2 separate regions of the Arachis hypogaea genome follow, and region 1 is linked to region 2. A link is a contact called in public Hi-C data. All regions are on one chromosome and are shown on one strand. Each heading gives the region's core, a stretch centred on a gene start, on an enhancer-like site or on the middle of the called end of the contact. The rest is flanking DNA. Distances are from core to core; before and after follow the strand shown.

Region 1 (4,648 bases), core at 1,115-3,614, 43 kb before region 2:
TCAATTAAAAGAATATTGTTTGATTAAGATTTTTTATTAAAATATTTTTTTAAAATAAAATAAAATAATTGTCTATATAATTCATTAAATTGATCATAAATAATTTAAATTAAAAAATTATGGTTATAAACAAAAAAAAACTTAAATGGAATGACCATTTAATTCAGAATTTTTTTATTTAAATTAAAAATATAATATTTACTAATTTAAATAAATGTATAAGTATTTACTGAAATACATTTAGAGTCATATGAGTCATATCTCGAATGTAGTGGTGAAAACCGAAAATCAAATGTATCTCAGATGCAGTGACTCCGTTATATGTAACAGGACTCGCTGGTCATATCTCGAATGCACCCGAGATATGAACAAGAGAGTATCTCGGATACACTGCATCCGAGATATGTTTATATTCTGACATGGGGCACTGCGTCCGAGATACGTGTAAGGAAGCAAAACAGGGACACTGCATCCGAGATATAGTCAAGATTATAATTAGGGTCTCAGCACCCAAGATATGTTGTCCCGTGAGATGGTGGATTGGGCTCTTCGTTTCAGGAAGGAATTGTGGTTGCAACATTGCGACGAAGGTCGTCGGTATGGTCACATGACTACGAACTTATCGGAGTATATAAATGTCGTGCTTAAGGGAACGAAGAATCTTCCAGTGGCAGCGATTGTTCGGGCAACGTATGAGTGGTTGTAACAGTTGTTCGTGCGTAGAGGACGCGAAGCACATGCTCAGTTACAGGGTGGACAAATCCACTCGCAGCGACTGTTGGCAGCTATAGATAAGAACAGAGAGAGTTTGTCGATGTTACGAGTCACCCATTGTGATCGTAGGGCATCCGTTTTTAGTGTGGAAGAGATGGAGCCAATAGATGATTGGTCACAGACATGATATCGGGTTCGTCTTTCCGAGCGTACATGCGATTGTGGCCTGTTGCAGTCATTGCATTACCCATGTCGACACGTTCTGGCGGCATGTGCTGCTGCGAGTATTGAGTGGGGTCATTTTATGGACCCCGCGTACACGATGGCCTCTGTATTCAAGGTATACGAGAGGGAGTTTTCGCCGATACCAGACGAAAAGATGTGGCCTCCATGGTACGGTACACGCCTGAAACGTAACCCAGCCATGAGGAGGAAGGCATCGGGTAGGCCGGTATCCACTCGGATCTGGAATGAGATGGATGTCATTGAGCGTGCGGAGAAGAGACGTGGACCTGCCGCGGAGAGGGCCACACCAGACGTGGGTGTCCCAATGCGCCCCACTCGAATCCATGACGACGCATGCAGTTTAGGGTTTAGATCTTTTTGTTTCAATGTTGTCACTTTGATGTACTGATTGTTATTAAATGTGTTTAATGTATAATGAAGCATAATTTCTATATAACTAGTTACCTTCGATTGTTATCAGACCATTTTTCATCTATAACATTACAATATTTTCATCAAAAAAACATACAATATATTTATAACATCAGATCTTGACTATATCTCGGATGCAGTTCTCCTGTTTTACTTTCTTGCACGTATCTCGGATGCAGTGCCCCATGTCAGAATATGAGCATATCTCGGATGCAGTGTATCCGAGATGCTCTTTTGTTCATATCTCGGGTGCACTCGGAATATGACCAGCGCATCTCGTATCACAAATCAAAATCACTGCATCTGAGATACATGTATTTTTCGGTTTCTTCCACTGTATCCGAGATATGACTCCAAATATAATTTGAGAAATACTTATATATTTATTTAAATCGGTAAATATTTTTTTTAATTTAAATAAAAAAAAATCTTTTAACTCACAAACCTAAACAAACCAAAATTTAAACGCTGGACGGACCCGTTTGACAGCTTAGCTAGAGCAACGTAGCAGCCGTAGGGACGTAGCTATCAATTTCGCAAAAACCGAGAGAACAAAATAAGAGGGTGACCACTTTTTGTTCTCATTGAATTTTAAATTCTACGCAAGTGTTGCATGTTAATATGTCATTGTTCTTTCAATTTTTTTTATCACCATCGATATTGTAAATATATTTTTTTATCATTGCTTTTTTAAATAAGACTAAAAAATTATACCTAATAATATCATTTAAAAAAAATGAATTAAGTGAATCCATTCTCCCATTGAACCACTAGACCCAACGCCACTCTCTTACAAACTACTCTAGTGTGCAAGAAGAAGACAAAAATTATTCTTATGACTTAATTTTATTAGCTGTTTCTTTTTTTTTTTTAAGTGAACTGATGAGAAAATGGAATAAAATATTTGAAGTGTTTGAGCACGGGAGCCCCGCATTCCTCAAGGGATTAGTATTTGCCCATTACTATTTTTTTCGATGATGCCCTGAATGGATGACACGTGTAATGTGTATGATCCAACGGTTGACGTACATTTTGCATGTTTAACGAGTAGAAATTAAGAACTCGCAAGCTGATCCATTTTCTCTATTGGGCTTGTCACTTCGTCGGTGTCTCCAAGTCTCCAACCCCGAAAAGGCAAATCCAATGTCTTTATATATATTCATCAAAGCCACACTCATTTGATAACACAGTAATACTCTCTCATCTTTAACATACATATATACACCATCTTATTTACTTTGCTCATGCCTCTTCATCTTCTTCTTCTTCTTCTTCGTATCTCTTATTTTGAGTTAATTCATCCATCATGTGATATCCAATCGTGATCCGTAATAGTGTATCATATAATTCACACTCTATTTGTTCTGGTTTAATTTAATAATTTGGATTTGAACAATGATAGATAAGTTTATCAGATAGATGTGCTGCTATACATTTTTCTTTTAATTATTTTGTGCAATTTTCTTGTTTGAATGTTTATATATATATGAATATTATTATATATATCTGCCATGAAATTATGCCTTCTAAAAATAATAAAAAAAACAGCATGAATAATTATATTTTTAATATTTTTTTAAATTAGAATCTCTTTATAAATTTGTTTGATTTTTGTATAAGTTTTTTTATTTGTATTATACTATTTTTTATCTTTAAAGTTCATCAAAAATCAAATTTTAAATATTTCGAACGTAAAATTTTGATATTATGTCAAAAAATTATTATTTTTTATAAAAATTTAAATTGATAAAAAAAGACAATATAAATAATTATATTTTTAATATATATATATATATATAAAAGCTCATTTATTTACATGTAAATAATTTTATTTTAAACATAATAAGTGATAAAGTTTAATGATCTTGTTGATTCATGTAGTCTATCCAATTAGTAGATATTATTATTTGTATATAGATAATTAAGTTGATTTGTATTTGTATTTGTTGATTAAAATATTGCATGTCATAGACTGGAACTTGTGGTGGGATTTTTGATACACTAGCACGGGTCACTGTTGTCTGTCACGTCAAAATTTTATTGTGAGACGAAATAACATAGAAAATCAAAATCCATGCACATCAAAATCAAACTATCAGGGCGTTATGAGATCAGATCTATTCACGAAATACAGGTTAGTTTTATTTTGTTGAAAAAAAAAAAATATCATTTATACCCATAAAAAATATAAATACCGATAAATGTATTCATATAAAAATAAAACGACAATTGTAACTACAAAAGATAATTTCTGTGTGCCAAAAATATTCTAACAGACCAATTGTATAACCAATATCTGAATATTTTTAGCACACAAAACCATAGTTATAATTGTCTTTTTATTCTTATATAGGTATATTTATCAGTCCATCTATTTTTCATGGATACAAATGATAATTTATTCTTTAAAAAAATATATTTTGTTAAGTATTTTATACTTTTTTCTTTTGTATTGGTAAAATATTATATAAAAAATATTAAAGAGTCATTAAAATTTATTATTTTTAATTATTAATTAATTATTAATATATCAAAATATACAATAAAATATATTGTTAGATTATTAAATTATAAAAATTAAATTAAAAAAATTAAATTAATAACTAAAATAAATTAATATCTATTAATAAATTTTAATAGTCTTTAATATTTAATTTTTATACCGTTTTATCAATATCTGTTATATGAATAAGGTAAATTAAAATGTTATTTCCCTAATGCATTAACATCCTAAAAATTTTTCTTTTTATCCAAATCAAAATCCTTTTAGCTTAGCTATTAAAGAAAACCCTTATTAACACAATTCAGTACACACTTAAATAGAACTCAATATATATTTCATTTATTTCAATCATTAATTAATACATTCTTCTACATGATTTATTTTTTTCTTTTTACTATACCAAATTTGTTCAATAACTAAAAATCCCAAAAAGATCTCCAAAAATTAAAAAAAAAATACACTGACACCTCTCTCTTACATTCTTCATTTTCTCGACCAAATGGGTACTCTGATTCCCGTACTCGGGCTTGTCATTGAAACCACTCCTATTAAAAATTAAAGTCGATAAAATAAAACATATAAGTAATTATATTTTTAATATATTTTTTTAAATAAAATTTTTTATTAAATTTATTTGAATGTACCTTTCGATAACAGAACCTAATTTTAAAACTATATCATAAAATCACTTTTTTTTTAATTTTTAATTAATAAAAAAATTATGTAAATAATTATATCTCTAACGTCAGACTCATTTCTTCTTTTTTTTTTTTT
Region 2 (4,270 bases), core at 69-2,568:
CTTTATAGGTGCCCGTCGCTGCCATTTTTCTTGAAGGCGACATATACCTCTTCTACTTTAAACAAAAGCAAACTCAATCCTTAAATGAGACGAGTTATACATCAAGCCCGGCTTACTACGCAAGAACAAATAGTAATTAATTTTTTATTTTATTATTTTACATCAAATTGTCCTATTTTAAATGGTTTTTTTTTTAAAATATGAAATAAATTTGATTCCTTTTATGTTGAACAATAATATTAATAAGTTGGTCAAAGATTTTCCCAACAATAAGAGAAACTAATATAATATAATAAAGACATTCTAATAATATATATTATATTCAATAAAATGATGTGAATGTGAAAGAGAAAGAGAAAGGATAACATGTTTAGAAAAAAGTCATAAGAAAAACCGAATTTCACTGTAATTGGCTGATTGCTAATAAAAGTTCATAGCGTCAACAAAGGCACAAATCAACATAATATTAAACTAATAACTTTCAACTAACAAGGCACAAATCAACATAATATTAAACTACTAACTTTCAACTAACAAGTTCGCACGAGTAAATAAACTTATAAACGTAAGCGCACTATTTGCCTCTTTGAACACTAGCTTTATATATATATCGATGTTAATTACACGCTAAAACTCGGTCACTAAAATAATTATCAATATAAAATAAAAATATATAAATAAATAATAAAAATATTAAATCATGTGAACAATGAATATATCAGATATTCAATTCATTAGGTGTACAGATAATTATCCTAATATTAAAATTTAGGTGGATAATTTATAGTATAATATGTTTTTATTTTATTGGGTCAATTTTAAAACTCATTATTCATATTATTTACAAAAATTATTGTTTACCTAACAAAGTCTATATAAAATATATATTAAAATTTAAAATATATATAAAAAATAAATTAAATAATATATATTTATATAATAATTAAATTTTTTTATACATGTAATATTTTTGTTGGCCTTATTATGGCCCATGGACCCTATTCGGAGACCTTCATTCTCTTCAAAGTAATGTCTTCGTCTATTCTATTTGAGACCTAAAACGATATCGTTGAAATCATTAAAATAAACAAAAGCAAGGACGAACCAACTAACCCACAAACTTTATGCTACATTTCTACGTTTTAAAATAAAAAAATCAATTCAACACGTGACTCAAACCCTTCACATGGAGATTTAAGAATCTTCCCCGAACGAACTATAAGGAAAAAAAAAATAAAGTGCTCCAAATTGGACTAAAATAGGACCTATTTTCTCTGTTTCACTCTCTTTAATTCCTTTATATAAATCAACATCCACGTATGAAGGAGGAAAATTAAACAAAACTTGAACAACTACTAAAGCATACTCAAACGTCAAATCTGATATGTACGGAATGATGACCACGCATGCTTTGGGAACCAATGTGAATGTCCACGATCACGTTGAAACGACCGCAAAGTCGACCTTTCACGGCGTTCCTGATGCGGTGGGAGCGTCATTGCTTCCCCGGAGCCCGAGCTTTAAGAACATTTTTTTGGCGGAGAACTGGGCGGAGCTGCCACTCAAGGAGGACGACACGGACGACATGGTCATCTACGGTGCATTGCAGGAGGCTGCCACCACCGGGTGGTGCCCCGCCAGAGAGAATGGCGGCGTTGGTAGCGCGGCGGTGAAATTGGAAAATGAGGGCAAGGGCAATGGCATTGTGGAAGCGCGTGAGGTTCACGCGCTGGCTAAGGGAGGTAGAGGGTATAGAGGGGTTCGGAGGCGGCCGTGGGGAAAGTACGCGGCTGAGATAAGAGATCCGAAGAGGAACGGTGTGAGAGTGTGGCTTGGGACTTATGAGACGGCTGAGGATGCGGCTTTGGCTTATGATCGAGCCGCGTTCAAGATGCGTGGCTCAAAAGCCAAGCTGAATTTTCCTCACTTGATTGGGTCGGACGAAGTTGGTGAGCCGGCGAGAGTTACACTGAAACGGCGCTCACCGGAGACACCCTTGCCATGCCCGTCTTACTCTTTTGATTATTGTAACAATGCAGAGAAGCGGAGCAAAATTGTTGGTCGGGGTGCAGTGGCGGCCACGGCTTTAGAGCCCACTAATAAAAGTATGTGGCAATTTTCCGTCGGTGAATCTTGGTGGCAACAATAATAAAAAATATATTGATAAAATTTATGTGTAATGATATTACGTAAAGTTGATATTTAAGAATTATTAGATAATTTGATAAATTTAATTAAATCATTATCTAATAATTTTTAACTATTAACTTTATAAAAAAATAATTACACATAAATTTATACCAAATATATTATATCATATTATCATATATATTTGCATGATTGCATTACTTCTTCTGGATGTGAATGCTGAGAATAGAAATAATAAATGTGTTGTTTGTAAAGTTGGGTGAATTCAATCTATAGTTGGGGAAAATAATCGGTTGATAATAATATTATTCTACAGAAATCATACCAAAATGAATGGTAAAATTGGTGTCACAAGATATACATACCACTATCCGATAGTATAAGTACCTAAATCTCACTGCACCATGTAATTTTTTTCTTTATCTTTTTTCCCCCAACTTGGATGATGAATTTCTCATTGTTTCTCTTGTTTTTGTTGTTAGCATGATGATGCTTTGGGTTTTGCTACAATAAATCATTTTATTGTATCCTTAGAATGCAAATTTATTTATTTTAGGAGAACAAAATACAAAATCAAGAAAAATTACACGAACAATCGGAGAATTTGACTCAAGATATAGAAATAATAAAGCAAATTATAACCCAACACTTTAAGTTTTATCAACTCTTCAACGGAGATTGCATTGATTTGTTTGGCTCTCAGCTACTACTCCAACTTCCTATCCAAAAAGTCGAATTTATTGTTAAAAATACTTACTTGTACTATAATATTTTGGGTCTATAGTTATATAGGGAAGACAACACTACTCGAATTCGCGGATATTCACCCTTTTCCTATCCGTTCGGGGCAGCTAATTATTCGTCCCGCACCGGAGCGGATTTTTAGCATGACAAGTTCTTGGGCAGGATGGGGCGGGGCCGGGTTTACGTATATATATATATAATATATAATTTTAATATATAATATATAATATATAAAATAATTAGTAAAATGATTGATAATATTGTATCATATTTAAAATTTTACTTTAATTTATGTTATGTATGTGATGATTGTTATATAAATTTTGAAATTTAATTTTATTTATTAGATTTTAATAATTATTGGGGCGGATAGGGGAGGGGCGGGTATTCGCGGGGCGGGTTAGAGTTCAACCATTTACTACCCGCGGGTAGGAGCGGGGCGGGTTTTATGCGGGTTATTGTAAGGCGGGGCGGGGTCAGGTACGGTAGAGCAAAAACCCGCCCCTACCTGCTCCATTGCCACTCCTATGGTTATAGTTTTTTTTTTTATCACGGTAAAAAATTGTGACCATAAAGAATCTATGATCACAGTTTTTTACCATAACAAAAAAAATCTAGTCACAATTTTTAAAAAAATGGTGGCCTAAAAAAATTTATGGTTACGGTTTTAGAGTAACTTAAAGGAATATATGGTCATGGTTTTAGAGGGTGACCTAAAAAGGTATATGGTCATTGTTTTTCAAAAAAAAAGTGACCTAAAAAGGTCTATAGTCACGGTTTTGAGATGTGACCTAAAGAAGTCTATGGTCACAATTTTGGAGAATGACCTAAAAGAGTTTATAGTTACGATTTTTTAAAAAAGGGTAACCTAAATTAATTTATAATCACAGTTTTGGTAGGTGACCTAAAGGGTCTATGGTCACTGTTTTAGGAAATGGCCTAAAGGTATCTACGGTCATAGTTTTGGAGGGTGACCTAAAAGGGTCTATAGTCACGATTTTACGAAAAGGTAACCTAAAAGGGGTCTATGATAACGATTTTGAAGAGTGACCTAAAGGCACCTATGGTCACAGTTTTGGAGGTGACCTAAAAATGTTTATGGTCACGGTTTTTCCATAAAAGGTGACCTAAAGAGAGTTTATAGTCACAGTTTTTAAGGAGTGCCCTAAAAAGAGTCTATGGTCACACATACATGCATGTCCTGTGTCAAATCTCCATTAGAGGGAGTTATCACTGCTGGGGGATAGACCGTGGGTGCCATCGTCGCCTGTGGAAGGTCTCTTTGAGCTCGCCTGTGGATGGTCTCTTTGAGCTCGTCGTGTGTTTTTCAAAAAAGGGTGACCTAAAAGGGTTTATAGTCACAGTTTTGGTGGGTGAC

The links. Hi-C and Micro-C count contacts between places; a contact is called where the count stands out from the background.
Region 1: a Hi-C map of leaf shows a contact between it and region 2, with 1.9 times the contacts expected there. The contact joins the enhancer-like site here to the promoter of LOC112779768 in region 2. A contact is called at or near these places in 2 of 8 Hi-C or Micro-C datasets (both in leaf).

What each region holds. Positions count from the first base shown.
Region 1 is chr19:21,803,672-21,808,319 of arahy.Tifrunner.gnm2.J5K5, reverse strand. No RefSeq gene overlaps it. Among protein-coding and RNA genes, the nearest start is that of LOC112779768, 43 kb to the right of the region's middle. Within about 2 kb of position 2,364, at least 3 of the 3 cell types and tissues checked have open chromatin away from gene starts, as enhancers often do.
Region 2 is chr19:21,760,206-21,764,475 of arahy.Tifrunner.gnm2.J5K5, reverse strand. It overlaps LOC112779768 (ethylene-responsive transcription factor 13-like), which reads left to right and starts at 1,318. Exons shown (of 1, transcript XM_025824109.3): 1 at 1,318-2,675. The coding sequence starts at 1,385. The coding sequence ends at 2,149.